Regions from separate parts of the Sus scrofa genome. Here all the other regions are linked to region 1. The links are chromatin contacts, called in public Hi-C and HiChIP or PLAC-seq maps. All regions are on one chromosome and are shown on one strand. The core of a region is the stretch at or near the end of the contact, and the rest is flanking DNA. Distances in the headings are between cores, read along the strand shown. Region 1 holds the start of TPI1 (triosephosphate isomerase 1). Region 2 holds the start of COPS7A (COP9 signalosome complex subunit 7a). Region 3 holds the start of C1S (complement component 1, s subcomponent). Region 4 holds the start of LPCAT3 (lysophospholipid acyltransferase 5). Region 5 holds the start of C1RL (complement C1r subcomponent-like protein).

The links. A called contact is a pair of places that touch in the nucleus more often than the background predicts. HiChIP or PLAC-seq counts read pairs in DNA pulled down with a chosen protein or histone mark.
Region 2: a contact with region 1 is called in a Hi-C map of skeletal muscle, with 3 times the contacts expected there. The contact joins the promoter of COPS7A here to the promoter of TPI1 in region 1. A contact is called at or near these places in 2 of 47 Hi-C or Micro-C datasets (liver and skeletal muscle) and 1 of 2 datasets of contacts at active chromatin or transcription factors (alveolar macrophages).
Region 3: a Hi-C map of liver shows a contact between it and region 1, with 5 times the contacts expected there. The contact joins the promoter of C1S here to the promoter of TPI1 in region 1. A contact is called at or near these places in 1 of 5 promoter capture datasets (fetal liver) and 3 of 47 Hi-C or Micro-C datasets (embryonic fibroblasts, liver and mesenteric adipose tissue).
Region 4: a contact with region 1 is called in an H3K27ac HiChIP or PLAC-seq map of alveolar macrophages. The contact joins the promoter of LPCAT3 here to the promoter of TPI1 in region 1. A contact is called at or near these places in 1 of 5 promoter capture datasets (liver), 7 of 47 Hi-C or Micro-C datasets (adipose tissue, alveolar macrophages, heart right ventricle and 4 more) and 1 of 2 datasets of contacts at active chromatin or transcription factors (alveolar macrophages).
Region 5: a contact with region 1 is called in a Hi-C map of embryonic fibroblasts, with 5 times the contacts expected there. The contact joins the promoter of C1RL here to the promoter of TPI1 in region 1. A contact is called at or near these places in 3 of 5 promoter capture datasets (fetal liver and liver), 21 of 47 Hi-C or Micro-C datasets (alveolar macrophages, blood, embryonic fibroblasts and 13 more) and 2 of 2 datasets of contacts at active chromatin or transcription factors (alveolar macrophages and skeletal muscle).

What each region holds. Positions count from the first base shown.
Region 1 is chr5:63,841,452-63,844,151 of Sscrofa11.1, forward strand. TPI1 (triosephosphate isomerase 1) reads right to left here and starts at 1,402. Exons shown (of 7, transcript NM_001037151.1): 1 at 1,249-1,402; 2 at 1-122. The coding sequence starts at 1,363. It overlaps USP5 (ubiquitin carboxyl-terminal hydrolase 5), which reads right to left. Exons shown (of 20, transcript XM_001925784.6): 20 at 2,291-2,700.
Region 2 is chr5:63,976,177-63,978,876 of Sscrofa11.1, forward strand. It overlaps COPS7A (COP9 signalosome complex subunit 7a), which reads right to left and starts at 1,294. Exons shown (of 8, transcript XM_003126528.5): 1 at 1,149-1,294; 2 at 451-655. The coding sequence starts at 612.
Region 3 is chr5:63,678,278-63,680,977 of Sscrofa11.1, forward strand. C1S (complement component 1, s subcomponent) reads right to left here and starts at 1,448. Exons shown (of 11, transcript NM_001005349.1): 1 at 1,385-1,448; 2 at 939-1,146; 3 at 274-451. The coding sequence starts at 1,389.
Region 4 is chr5:63,706,340-63,709,116 of Sscrofa11.1, forward strand. LPCAT3 (lysophospholipid acyltransferase 5) reads left to right here and starts at 1,335. Exons shown (of 13, transcript XM_003355593.5): 1 at 1,335-1,873. The coding sequence starts at 1,723.
Region 5 is chr5:63,622,085-63,624,839 of Sscrofa11.1, forward strand. C1RL (complement C1r subcomponent-like protein) reads left to right here and starts at 1,314. Exons shown (of 7, transcript XM_021092409.1): 1 at 1,314-1,727.

The DNA.
Region 1 (2,700 bases), core at 152-2,651:
GATCTCCCCAGTAAAGGCCCCATTAGCCACTTTGTAGCAGTTCTGTGCAGCCACGGCAATCTTGGGATCTAGCTTCTGCCTGGCGAAGTCAATGTAGGCGGTGGGGGGTGCGCAAACCACCTCTGAGTAGAAGACAGTGACAGAAGGGGATGGCATCACAAATCCAGACCCTATCCAGTGCTCTGGAGCCCCCTAGCCTCCACCGCTTTCATAGTTCTGCCTTCGCCCATTTCCACACCAGCATGATGATCTTTGTCTACTCTGCACCCCAGGCTGGGCCTGAACCCAACTCTGAACCTTTTGGGTACCCCTGAGAGGTCATGGCCCTTGCCCTGCCCTCTGCTCTTTTAACAGCTGTGGCTCTGATTTCCCCAGGCTATTCTGGGCCTGGGCACCTCCTAGACTCAGCATTCTCTGGGGCCAACCCCGCCTCCCTTCTAAAATAGCTCATTCCCACCTCTCCTAGCCAGGCAAGGATTTTTAGCAAAAGCAGAAAGGGCCAACTCCTGGGGTCTGTACTGCAGTCTCTGGGGGGAATAAACCAGAAGGGGGTGCCTCTTGATCAGACCCGGGGTTCTGTGATTTAGATGCCTGGGATGGGAAGGACTGAGGACGGCACTCTGTCCGTGGGTGGCAGCGAGTCGACTGGCTCATAGAGGCCTTGCGTTTTCCCGTATCCAGGTTGCAGAAAACAAGAGGATCGCTCCTCATCCCCACATGGCTCTGCCCGTTTGTCACTTGCTCAGCCCCTTCCGCAGAAGGGTCTTGCAGGCCGCCGAGGGGAAAGGATCAGAAGAGTAGCTCAAGAGGCCAAGGGCCACCCGGCAGGGGAACTCGGTAGCCCAGGCAAAGCGCGGGGAGGAGTCTGGGCTACGTGCGGCGGCGCACGGAGCCGGCGCCGAGGGGGCCCAGAAGCCTGCACGCAGCCTCCTCCCCCACACACCGGACTGGCGCCGGCCTCTCCCGATCGCCCGTAGGGGCTGGGCTCCACTTCCATCCCCGGCTCGGGCGGGTGCAGCCCCGGTCCGCACCCCGGAGCCGTCTTCCTCCCACAGTCGGAGGGCACAGGGAGATGCGGCTCCGCCTTTCCCCGTGGACACACCCCTGGTCCTGCGGCCGCAGGGCCAAGGCCGGGACCCCAGTAACTCTGGTCTCCGGCCCTGCAAGCAGGACCACGCAGACAACTGCTGAGAGAGCTCGGGAGAGGGCGCCACCACGCCCGACCTCCCACCCACCGCCAGGGCTCACCGGTGTCGGCCGGCAGCTTGGCTGCGTTGAGGGTGTTGATGAGCTCCCCCAGATTGTTCTTTCGCCCGTTCATCTTCCAGTTTCCCCCCACGAAGAACTTCCTAGCGGGCGCCATGGCGCTGGAGCCAGCACACTGAAGGTCAGGAGCAGCGCGCGGCCGTCTCCACTGGCCGCTTATATAGAGAGCGGAGAGGCAGAACCCCGCCCCCTTCGCGTCCTGGGCCATGACTGGCCCGCCCCGCGGAAGCCCAGCCCCGGCCCCGCCCGCCGCCCGCCGCCCGCCACCGCCCGCTGCCGCTCGCCGCCGCCCGCGTTGCGAGGTTCTGACGTCACCTTCTTTCTTGTAGCAACGTTCCAGCGGCGTCCAGGCTCGGTGGCTACAGCTTCCGTGGTCTGACTTTGGGGAGAACCGTGCGCCCGGTGCTCAGGGAAACCCCCGCTTCACGGCTTCATCACGCCACCCCCACACCGAGGGATAGGGGAGGGGCCTCTCTCCAGCTCTGGGAAAAGGAGCCTCCTTCCCCATCGGAGCCCCCACATCCCTGAGTGCTGAGCGGACACCTCTGACCCACCCGGGGCCGACCCAGCCCCACAGTAACTGGGCAAAAAACAGGGTTCAGCAGCGGAGGGATGGCCCACCTTGGCTAGAAACTGTGCAGCTAAGGGAGGGGGGTTCAGAAGTCCGCCCTGTCCCCATGAATACCCCGCTTTTTGCTCCAGCAGGCCAAGGCCTGACAAAGGACTACAGCCACTGGGGACATTTGGAAAGAACCCACCTGGGCCCCCTCCGGTATCACGGCTGCAAGAAAGGGCTCTTCCACCCCATCTCTGTTCTGTGACACCCCAGCCCACATCCCCTCATCTAACAGCCCCCACCCCGCAGCCTTCCTCTGCTGCCCCAGAGCTCACCTCACTCAGCCCCCAATCACACCAGCACAAAACATAGAAGGCAAAGGGGCAGGGCCAGGAGCTTTGTGAAACTGGCCCCGCTGCTAGCCCTGGGGAAGACAGCTTCCCCCAAAGGTATCAAACAGGACACAACTGAGCCACTGTACTTTTATTCACATCCTGTATTTTGGCATTTTCCAGAAGGACAGGGGAGAGACAGGGTGGGGAAAAGACTGAGGCAGGAGGGCGAGGGGGGTCCCCATTTCCCTCAGATCCCTCCTTGCCCAACCACACGGGGAGCACACACAACGGGGGAGGGGAGGCACAGAAGCCCCCTCCTGTGGAAGAGGCTGCACAAAGCTATACCCACGCCACACAAACAAACGAGCCCGCTCCACGCTGGGCCAGCAGGATCACAGAGAAGCAGAGCCCTGTGGGGTCAAGGGCAGGAAAGCAACAGTCTCCTCACAGACAGGCAGCCGGCCCCTCCCGTTCCCCTTCCTGCTCCATCCCCAAAGTCTCCAGAGTGCCCCCCCCACTTCGCTTGGCCATTCTCTCATAGCC
Region 2 (2,700 bases), core at 44-2,543, 130 kb after region 1:
GAGCATGCCAATTTCACAGTCAGTTATTCCATTTGTACCAGACTTTACTTTCCCATAATTTCATCTGATTCCTACAAGAGTGAGGGATTGTATCAGGAGCATTTTTTTAAAAGAGAAAATTTAGGGCCTAAAATTAAAGAAACCTGATCAAGATCATATGATTATTAAGAGCTATTACACTGATAGAGACAGGCTGGAATCAGGTCTCCTACTCTGAATCGCAGGCTCTTTGTTCAAAAATGAAAAATACTCAGTTTTACAGATCATTCATCCTCAAAGGGAAACTAAGAGGTTTACTTGCCTACTTATTTCTGCAAGCTGTTGGTTAATTATTACCATATTCTTGTTTAACTGTATGGTCATGGGGTTGCGAAATAAGCCCGGGCCGCCTGTTCTCAAATTCAAACTTTAGTCAAGCTGCCCTGTGGGCTACCCAGGTCAGGAACCCACCTCTCTAACATTAGGCATATCCAGCAGTTCCCCAAACACGTAGACACCAGGGGCCTCCAGCACCTGGTGGATGAGTGTGGCCAGCGCTGCCCCCTTGGCCGACTTCGCCAGGAGCAGGAATTGCTCCTGGTTCTGCCCTGTCACCTTCACCTCCGCACTCATGGCTGCACTGAGCTGGGGGGACCTGGGCTCAGGAAGTCTGGAGCTGCAAGGAAAGAGAATGTGAAGGCGAAGTTCCTTGAACAGGGGAGGATGAAAAGCACAAGAGATAAGGGCTGGACTGGAGACACTGAGCCACTTTCGCAACAATAAAGTTCGCTCTATCTCGCAACCCAGAGATCGAGCAGTCTAACATCGGACCTAGGAACCCTAAAATCGGGCACTTTGAAGGAAGCCTGGCTAAAATCCGGCTGCCACGCCCACCTCCCCCAACCCTGGGCCTAACCTCAAGCCCCACCACGTGCACCCCAATGAACCCCAAGGCACAAGTCGTAGTGGGGGAGGTGATGTCACATAGTATCCACCGGGACGACGCTCCCTCAAATCCACAGTACCCCGCAGGTGCCCCGAACCACGTGACCTCACCCTCGCGATCCTTCCACGTGGCTCCGCCCCCTCCCTTAAAGAGGCCGCCCAGGGACCGTGGGCTCCCGCCGACTGCCTCGTCGTACTCTGGGTCAGACTCCGCGGGCCGCTACCTGGAAGCTTCTTCTTCCAGCGCACTGGGCGGGGCCACCGCTCCGTCACCTCCGGCAGCTGTTCCCAGCCTTTCCTGCCACCTCCCTGCACGGTCGCTCTGGCCCCTAAACTCTATGGCTGGCTTCCGGCCTTACTTTCCGCTCTCACGGGGCGGGTTTCAGGCGGGACATGCTCCGTCCCCGCCTCCGACTGATGAAGATCCCAAGAGCGACGCAGGCGTTCTGCTCTCTGATTGGCTCTTGCGGAAAGAATGACGGGCGCCCTTTCCTCGGCTTTGTTTCAATAAAACTTTATTGGACAAGCGCAAGAGGCTGTTTGCAGAGGGAACTCTTGGCGATAGCCTGCTACCGGCTAGTTCTGCGTCAGCTTCAGGCTGGCTGAGGTCTGAAAATTTGTCAGAGTTCCCGAGGCAAGAGAAAAGCTGTAATCGAAAGAGAGGGGGATTTAAAAAAAAGAGAGGGGAGTTCCCGTCGTGGCGCAGTGGTTAACGAATCCGACTAGGAACCATGAGGTTGCGGGTTCGGTCCCTGCCCTTGCTCATTGGCTTAAAGGATCCGGCGTTGCCGTGAGCTGTGGCGTAGATTGCAGACGCGGCTCGGATCCCGCGTTGCTGTGGCTCAGGCATAGGCCAGTGGCTACAGCTCCGATTTGACCCCTAGCCTGGGAACCTCCATATGCCGCGGGAGCGGCCCAAAGAAATAGCAGACAAAATAATAAAAAATAAAAAATAATTAAAAAAAAAAGAGAGGGACATAAGGAAAAAGGTGGTGTGAAACGAGGAGGAGAGAGGGAGACCATAGAAGTTGAGCTGCAGAGATCGTCTCATTTTTATTGCAACCACTCATTTTTTTGGAGGAGAAAGAGACAAGTGTGGAAACGGTAAATAGTAATAGCTAACACGTATTGAAGGCTTACTGTTGTTCAGGCATCTTTTAAAATTAAAATTTGACCCATTGAATTCTCATAACTGTACAGTGTCTCCATGGTGTTTCCAGGACGCCATCTCTCATGTTTGCAAATGTACTGAATGATGCATTCCTGTACATTAACCCTTTTGATTCCTGGAGAAGGAAAAAAAATCCTAGCTGCAGGGAAGGCATACATTGAAGCTCATAAAAATCCAGAGTTTTGGAGTTCCCGTCGTGTCGCAGTGGTTAACGAATCTGACTAGGAACCACGAGGTTGCGGTCCCTGCCCTTGCTCAGTGGGTTAACGATCTGGCGTTGCCGTGAGCTGTGGTGTAGGTTGCAGACGCGGCTCGGATCCCGCGTTGCTGTGGCTCTGGCATAGGCCGGTGGCTACAGCTCCGATTGGACCCCTAGCCTGGGAACCTCCATATGCCGCGGGAGCGGCCCAAAGAAAGCAAAAAAACGAACAAACAAACAAAAAATCCAGAGTTTTATTTGGAGCCCATGTCTATTCGAGCCTGGAGCCATCTTTCCAATTTACCACAATACTTTAGGGGGCAAAAATAAACAACTAACCTTTTCGTAGTGTTTTGTATCTCCTACCAGGCTTACAGAAGGTTAAATCAGAGCAATGTTAATGATA
Region 3 (2,700 bases), core at 198-2,697, 160 kb before region 1:
AAATTAATATAGGTAAAATTCCTAACACAGTGCCCAGTTCACAGTGGTTCTCAGTAAGTTCCTGTTTATTATCTATTTGTGCTGCTATCATCGTATCACCACCAAGATACGATTATGTGTTTGTATTTCACAAATGTGATTCATGGAGGGATCCAAGCCAACCCTTCATAAGAGTTATAAACAGAATCCTCACTCCTTGCATTGCTCAATGTTTGTCCTGTTTTCAATCTTGTAGCTGGATCAGTGAGGTACACGGAGAAGGAAGAGCCTTACCTACGGCAACGTAGTAGGCGGCAAACCCAGTGAAACGCTCCTCATTGGAGAAATCCGACGTAAAAATCACCTGGAGTTTGTTATACGGGACTTGGAACTCTTCCACCACTGCGGACTTGGGGTTCTTGCTGGTCTTCTGTCCACAGAGTTTCCCTTCTTCACGTCCTCCTGACTTTATCTAAGAGAAGAGTCAAAAAGAGGCTGGGAATGGATATTTTGGTAGGAAGGTCAGAGCAAAGGGGGAAAGATGAGACCATTTCCCACAGGAGGACTTTGTGACTCCAGCTCACTGCATACCAGGGGCACTCCTGCTGGCAACCTCTCCTTCCAGCCCCCAACCCCAGCCCCATCCTTTATGTGCTTATTAGAACATACCTGCACTGGAGTTCCCATCGTGGCTCAGTGGTTAATGAATCTGACTGGGAACCATGAGGTTGCAGGTTCAATCCCTGGCCTTGCTCAGTGGGTTAAGGATCCGGCCTTGCCGTGAGCTATGGTGTAGGTCGCAGACGCAGCTCGGATCCTGTGTTGCTGTGGCTCTGGCGTAGGCCAGTGGCTACAGCTCCAATTCGATCCCTAGCCTGGGAACCTCCATATGCTGCAGGAATGGCCCTAGAAATGGCAAAAAGACAAAAAAAAAAAAAAAAAAAAAAAAAAGAACATACCTGCACTGAGTCATATGCACAGTTCTCTGACAGCTCTATGTCCAGGTGGGTGAAGTAAAGGTGGATCCCGTACCCTTCAGGAACTTCTATATCCCAAGATTTCTCTACCTCATTGGGGTAAGCCTGAGGATAGTTGGGGGACAGGATCTCCCCATACATAGTCGGCTCGGCATCAACCCACGCCAAAAGGGAAAGTAGGACAATGCACCTGAAAAAAAAAAAAAAAAGACACATGGAGAGGTGGGTGATGCAGGTGCCAACGGACGAGTGCAGGGAGAAGGGAGGGGAAAGGAGAAGGGCACCAGCCCATAGAGGAGACGCTTGGGTGGGAATGAAGCCAAAAGGCCCCATTAAAGCAAAACCCAGGCTTCAGATCTGAACCATTTTCTTGAGAAGATGAAGGGAACTGAGTCTGTGTACATCCCTGTGGATTCCTGATCACTTACCACATCCCTGGCAATTTGTCCATCCCTGGTGAACAGCTCTTTTGGTCCTGGCTCTTGGCACCTCTGGACTTTGGAGCCAAAGAGGTGCCAGGCTGTGTATTTGTCCAACAAACACAGATACCTGCTGAAGCAGTGAAGGATCAGTGTCCCCTTGGCAAAAATAACACAGAGAGTAAACAGAAGGATATCACTAATCATTGCCCCTGACACCCATCCTCTCACATGCTCCCTGTTTCTAAATTTTGTTTGGTTTGGTTTAGTTTTTTTTGTGGTTTTTTTTTTTTTTTTTTAATGGCCTCACCCAAGGCATATGGAAGGTCCCAGGCCAGAGATGGAATCCAAGCTGCAGCCAAGACCTACACCACACCTGAAGCCACGCTGGATCCTTTAACCTACTGCACCGGGCCAGGATTGAAACCGCATCTCCACATCCACCTGAGCCACTGCAGTCAGATTCTTAACCCACTGCACCACAGCGGGAACTCCTTCCTGGTTCTAAATTGAAACTAAATCTTATCCCTCTCCTGTGGTTTCTCGGGACCTTCTCCCAAGTTTTCTCCAAAATGAGAAGTACTCTCTCTCGAGTTTTCCTCTTCCTCTGTTTTCCTTCCTCACCCCCAACTGTCCCCTCCAGCCCCAACCCTATCAGCCTCTCTCTTGCTCTCAGAGAACCATATCCCCATTTCTACTCAGGTGTTCAGGAGTCTTTCCCCCTCATGACCATCCTCCTAGGACGGGTCTCCCCTCTCCTTAACACTGGGCTCCCCCCTTGGAGTTCCCGTCATGGCTCAGTGGCAATGAACCTGACTGGTATCCATAAAGATGAGAATTCTATCCCTGGCCTTGCTCAGTGGGTTAAGGATCTGGCATTGCTGTGGCTGCAGTGTAGGCCGGTGGCTGCAGCTCTGATTCCAGCTGGACCCCTAGCCTGGAACCTTCCATATGCCATGAGTGCAGCCCTTAAAAAAAGCAAAGCAAAGCAAAAAAAAAAAAAAACACCCCCCCACCCCTTATCACTTCGAACTAGCTCTCTTGACTATGTTTATTAGTGCATGGATTTCTGTGGATGCCCCAAATGACCACTGATGGAGGAATGAGCTTCTTTTCCCAGGGAAAAACCTGGGGAGAAGTGGTCTTGAGACAAGCTTGGGTGGGGAAGAAGAAAAGGTACATCTGAATGACAGGAAACATAAAAAGAGAGGAAAAGTATTCCCTCAATTTCCCAGGTCATTTTTCCAAGTTTTGGTTTTTTTTTAACTTTACTAAAAAGACAAGGCATTTCCCCCACAGTTCCAAAAAGTCCTGCCAAATATGTT
Region 4 (2,777 bases), core at 85-2,584, 140 kb before region 1:
AGACTAGGGGCTGAATCGGATCTGCAGCTGCCGGGCTACACCACAGCCACAGCCATGCTTAATCCTTAATCCACTGAGCGAGGCCAGGGAGCGAACCCACTTCTTCATGAATCCTTGTCGGGCTTGTTAACTGCTGAGCCACCATGGGAACTCCAAGTTATATTATTCTTGACTTTTCTGAATATTTCTTATTTTTTATATTTTCTTCCCACAAAGGGGGAGGGAAGTGAAGTTTAACAGACTTGGGTTTCAGTTGTCCCTGCCACTTTCCTTAATTTCTCCAAGCCTCTGCATCTGTAAGAGGATATCATAATAATAAATATCCTGTTTCATAATCAATTAAGTGAACTACTGTGGATATCAGTGCTGCACAAAGTGTGAAGTGCTATAGCAGTGTAAGCGGTTAATTGTGCACCGATGCTCCACAAATTCCAGCTATTACTGGAAACTCTTGGTGTTCCTTTGTTACATACTCTCATAGGAACTTGTCCCTTTCCTTCAGGGACACTTCCCCTAGTTTGCAATTATAAGTCCAGGATCGCTTTATATTACCATCAATCCACACTCCATGGCATTGGGTCCAGCACTGGTCTTGGCACATTTTGTTATTCTAAGGTGTTTGTTGGTTTGTTTTGCTTTTTAGGGCTGCACTCCTGACATATGGAAGTTCCCAGGCTAGGAGCTGAATCAGAACTACAGCTGCTGGCCTACACCACAGCCACAGCAACGTCATATTCCAGCTGAGTCTGTGACCTACACCATAGCTCATCCCAACACCGGATTCTTAACCCACTTAGCAAGGCCAGGGATCAAACCGGCATCCTCACGGATACTAGTAAAATTCGTTTCCGCTGTGCCACAATGGGAACTCCACATTTTGCTTTTCTTATCTGAAATAGTGGTTACCTGTACAAAGTAAGAATGAGAAGCAAGGTGGGAAAAAAGGGCTTTTATTTTGTCCTCAGTTTCTACCCTCTTTGCTCTTTTACCTTGTACCTGTAATAGTGACAAACTAGTTCAATTTTTAATTAAAATAATGATTAAATCGGCATATCAATTTCATCCCTCGAGGTAACATTTTAATACAGGACGTAGCAGGAAATAGGAGCAGGCAAAGCCTGGGAGGGAAGGCGGCGGCGTATCTAACGGTTTAAGAACGGCCGGCGGCGCCGTTAGGAGGCGCTTGCGAGGCCGCCGCAGAAATTCCCGCCCTCCCGCTACATGCCCCAGTAACCCCGGCGCGCCGGCGACCGAGAGTAACCTCGCGGTCGGGTGACGGCACCCCCCCGCCCCGACTCTCGCCTGCTCCGTCTCAGCCAATAGGGAGGCAGTGCACGAGCCGGCCGGACACCAGCACGCCCCGACTCCTCCCCTGAGCTGCTGGAACTGAGTTGTACAGGCGCTGCTTCAGACTTTTCCAATCGCAGGTCTGGTTCCCTGTACCAAGCCCCGCCCCCGGCCTGCCCCGCGTTCATTCTGGCCAGAGTCACCTTTGCCTTACAACCGCTCAGCCCCGCCCCCTGCCTACCTTGCTGCGTGAGGCCCCGCCCCCTTCCCGGGCCGGCCAATGATCGGCTGAGTCTGAAGCCGCTGGGCGGGCCCACAGCCAATGCGCACGCCGTGGGCGGGCTCCGGGCCGGAATTGGGGGTGAAGCTCCAGCGTTGTGCCCACATTCGGGGCGCGCGGAGCCGAGGGGTCCCTGGGGGGCGCCCGGAGCTAAGATGGCGTCCGCAGCCGAGGGGGACGTGGGAGCGGTGGTGGAGCTGGCAGGAGTGCTGCGGTGGGTTCTCCAGGAGCTGAGCCTTAACAAGTTGGCGACGTCCCTGGGCGCGTCAGAACAGGCGCTGCGGCTCATCCTCTCCATCTTCCTAGGTAAGGACCCCTCGCGGAGTCCCCGGGGAACCGGGGCGTGACCTCCCCCTCTTCCCGGCCCCACCGGGAGGGCTGTGTGGGGTGCGAATGTGAATCCTAGAACACACCAACCAGCTCTGGAGAGGGATACAAGTCTAGTCTCGAGTCTGGGGGCGCTGTGCCCTCTGAACCTCTTCACCTTTCCCTTCGACCCCTACTGTACCCTTCTGGCCCCTCATTTGGCGCCACCACCCTCTCATCCTGCCATGCTCTATCCGGTGTCCCCACGACCTGTCCTTATTTGTCTCTCTTGAGTTCTACTCTCTGTCCATGTGTACTGCTGGTATTAATATCAACCCTCTCACACGCGCGCTTCTTATTGGCAGGTATAGGCCCCCTAACTTAGCTATTTTAGTCCTAAGGGCCCCCTCAGCCCCACGCTCCATACTTGCACATTCTGAATCTCTATTTTGTGCATTGCCAGCTTGTATTACACTTTCCTCTTTTTGTCCAGTTTCTCGTGTTTTCTTCTTATACCATATTGCTTTTTCTTTTCCTTAACCACCCACCTGTCATTTACCCTGGAATATCATTTTAGTACTGGGCTTGGGAAACAGGACTGGCAACCCCTTAAAAACTATCCATGCTACCCCAAGCGGTTGTTATCCACGTGGTTCAAAGGATGTGGTATATCTGAATTTATGTCACAACAGACTGTGTTATACCTGGTTTATAGGCTTTTTTATTGCATTCTTCCTCCATGGTTTTTTTAATACAAGGAAGCAGCATGACAATGAGGGGGGAAAAAAGTGTGTAGACTTAGAAGGCAAACGAATCAGATCCAGCCTTGCTGCTGCTTACAAACTGTGGGACCCCGGGCCAACCACATAACCTGTCTGAGTCTCAGTGTTCTTATTTATGAAAT
Region 5 (2,755 bases), core at 64-2,563, 220 kb before region 1:
TCCAGAGCCCAGTTCCTCAACCCCTCATTCTCCCTACTCCCCACTCCCAGCCCAGGAGCCCCTGTGCCATCTGTAATCCTCTGGGGAAACTCTTCTGCTTCTCCTGCCCAGGCTACCTACGCCCTGCCAGTGGGAGACGAGGCCCCAGTACAGGGAGGTGGTGCTGAAACTGGGAGAGGGAGCATGGCTGTCCCAGCCCCGAGTGGGGTTGCAATGACCAGCTTCATACAGGGCCTGCGAGTCGTGCAGTCTCTCTGCCCCGACCCCAACACTCACGGCAGGTGCACTATCCCGGTGGGACCATGACAGGCCCTTCCAGTCAAGGTGTTAGATTCACCTTGGGGACCCCATCCTGGCCCTGGACTGCTCCAGATTGCAGCTACAGGTGTGGTCACTGCCTCTTCACCCTCTTGGCTCCCTGCCCTCTCTCCTACCCAGCCTCCACTCAGCCCTGTAACCAACCCCTGTTCATTTAGAGTGACCAACTGTCCTGGTTCACCCAAACTTTCCCAGTTTTAAAACTGAAAGCCCAGAGTTCCCATCATGGCTCAGTGGAAACGAATCTGACTAGCATCCACGAGGACTCAGGTTCAATCCCTGGCCTTGCTCAGTGTGTTAAGGATCCGGCATTGCCATGAGAGTGGTGTAGGTCACAGAGGTGGCTCAGATCTGGCGTCGCTGTGGCTCTAGCGTAGGCCGGTGGCGCCAGCTCCAATTGGACCCCTAGACTGGGAACTTCCATATGCCAAGGGTTTGGCCCTAAAAAGACAAAAAAAAAAAAAAAGATAAAGAGTATTCTGGGGAGTTCCCGTCGTGGCGCAGTGGTTAACGAATCCGACTAGGAACCATGAGGCTGCGGGTTCGGTCCCTGCCCTTGCTCAGTGGGTTAAGGATCCGGCGTTGCCGTGAGCTGTGGTGTAGGTTGCAGATGCGGCTCGGATCCCGCGTTGCTGTGGCTCTGGCGTAGGCCGGTGGCTACAGCTCAGATTCGACCCCCTAGCCTGGGAACATCCATATGCCACGGGAGCGGCCCAAGAAATAGCTAAAAAGACAAAAAAAAAAAAAAAAAAAAAAAAAAAAAAAAAAAAAAGTATTCTGGAAGACTGGGTAAATTAGTTCACCAAAGCTAGCAAGACAGGGAGAAGGTACGCCCTGGTGGGGGAGTCCCTAACAATCTCATTAGACACCCATGGAGATGGCACAGTGATGGCACAGTGATTGCCTCTAGCAATTTCTTCAAATAAAGTAAATTAGGGTGGGTAAAAATAAATTAATTAGTCACCAGTACTGTTAGGGCTGATAGTGGTTGGATGGGTGTATGATGGAGAGGCTATAGTCACAGAGGCAAAGAACACAACACAGGACCCCTGAGCCTTATTATGATCCAGTGGCTGGTTCATCACGCCTCCTCCAGGGGCTGATCCCCCAAGCCGTGCCATAGCTCCTTTGGTTCACTGGCAGTTCCTGACTTTTACCAGCAGGTGGCAGTAGAACACTTCTGCCTCTGGGGCTCCATCTGCCGCCTCCTGCTGCTGCAATTTGCACCCAGTGGCCCAACCCGGCCTTGGAAGGGCCATCAGACTTCCCTCCCGGGGGCCAAGCCGCCCACAGTCAGCTTACCTGCTCTGACACCCAGGGAGAAGACAGGACCCCGGACCCTGCATCTCCAGATTTCCAACTCTAGGCAAGGTGGAGCCGCCCGGACCAGGAATTGCGGAGGGGTCCACGTAGGTGAATTCCACTCTCCTTCACAGAGTCTTTCTCCACCACCTCATTTCCATGAGTTCGGGTCCTGTCGCTTGGTCATGGCCATCGCTCTTGTCCCCAGAACACCAGGCCTGGAAAGGAAGGGCCGTGACAGAGACAACCACAGGCTGGGGGAAGACGGGGACCATAAGGAAATGGAAACAGAGGGGTTTCCTAGTGGGGCTGCGGGGTAAGGATCCAGCATTGTTGCTGCAGTGGCTCGGATTGCCGCCATGGCGTGGGTTCAATCCCTGACCTGGGAACAGGTGCAGCCAAAAAGAAAGAAAAGAGAAAGAAATGGAAATCGAGTCTTTGAAACAGAAAAGCTAAAAAAAAAAAAAAAAAAAAAAAATTGGCAGCTGGCATGACCCCCACAGCTCATCCTTCAAGTTAAGTCTGGGTGTCTGTGGGTGAGAGGGCTTCCAGGTCTCAGATGTACCAAGCCTCAGTTGGGGTAAAACCTATCTCCAGTATTTCAGCTACCCCTGAGCCAGACAGCAAATGGAGATTTGCTTTTTAAATCCATGCTGACAACCACTATACTTCCAGGAACTTTCTGTTCCTCCTGCTTGAGGAGACTTCCCCAGCCACAGTCCCGTTGCCTTGCTGGGGCCAAGCCTGTGCACTCGCCCTGCAGTGAAGGAAAGTGTCTCCCGACTGAAGATGAAAAACATAATATGTTTTGTATCCATTTAACTGTCTCATTTCTTTTGTACATGTTAAGCTTCTTAGACCAGCCTTTTTCTTCCCCCTCTAAATACTCGGTAATAAAAGGCCGGTGCTTGGTTTGAAAAAGCAAGCCCCACAAATGCTCTTGAAATAAATCTCCAGAAGATGACAGGGTAATCCTTCTTATCCTGGAGCTGCAGAAAATCAGCCATGATTCTGCTTCACAGAGTCAATTCTGATAAAGGGGTGACTCAAGAACATTCAATCTCATGGGTGTGAAAATAGATAATCCTGTTCTATGTTATACTTCTATCATCTTTGGAAGTGTAACTTGCACAAA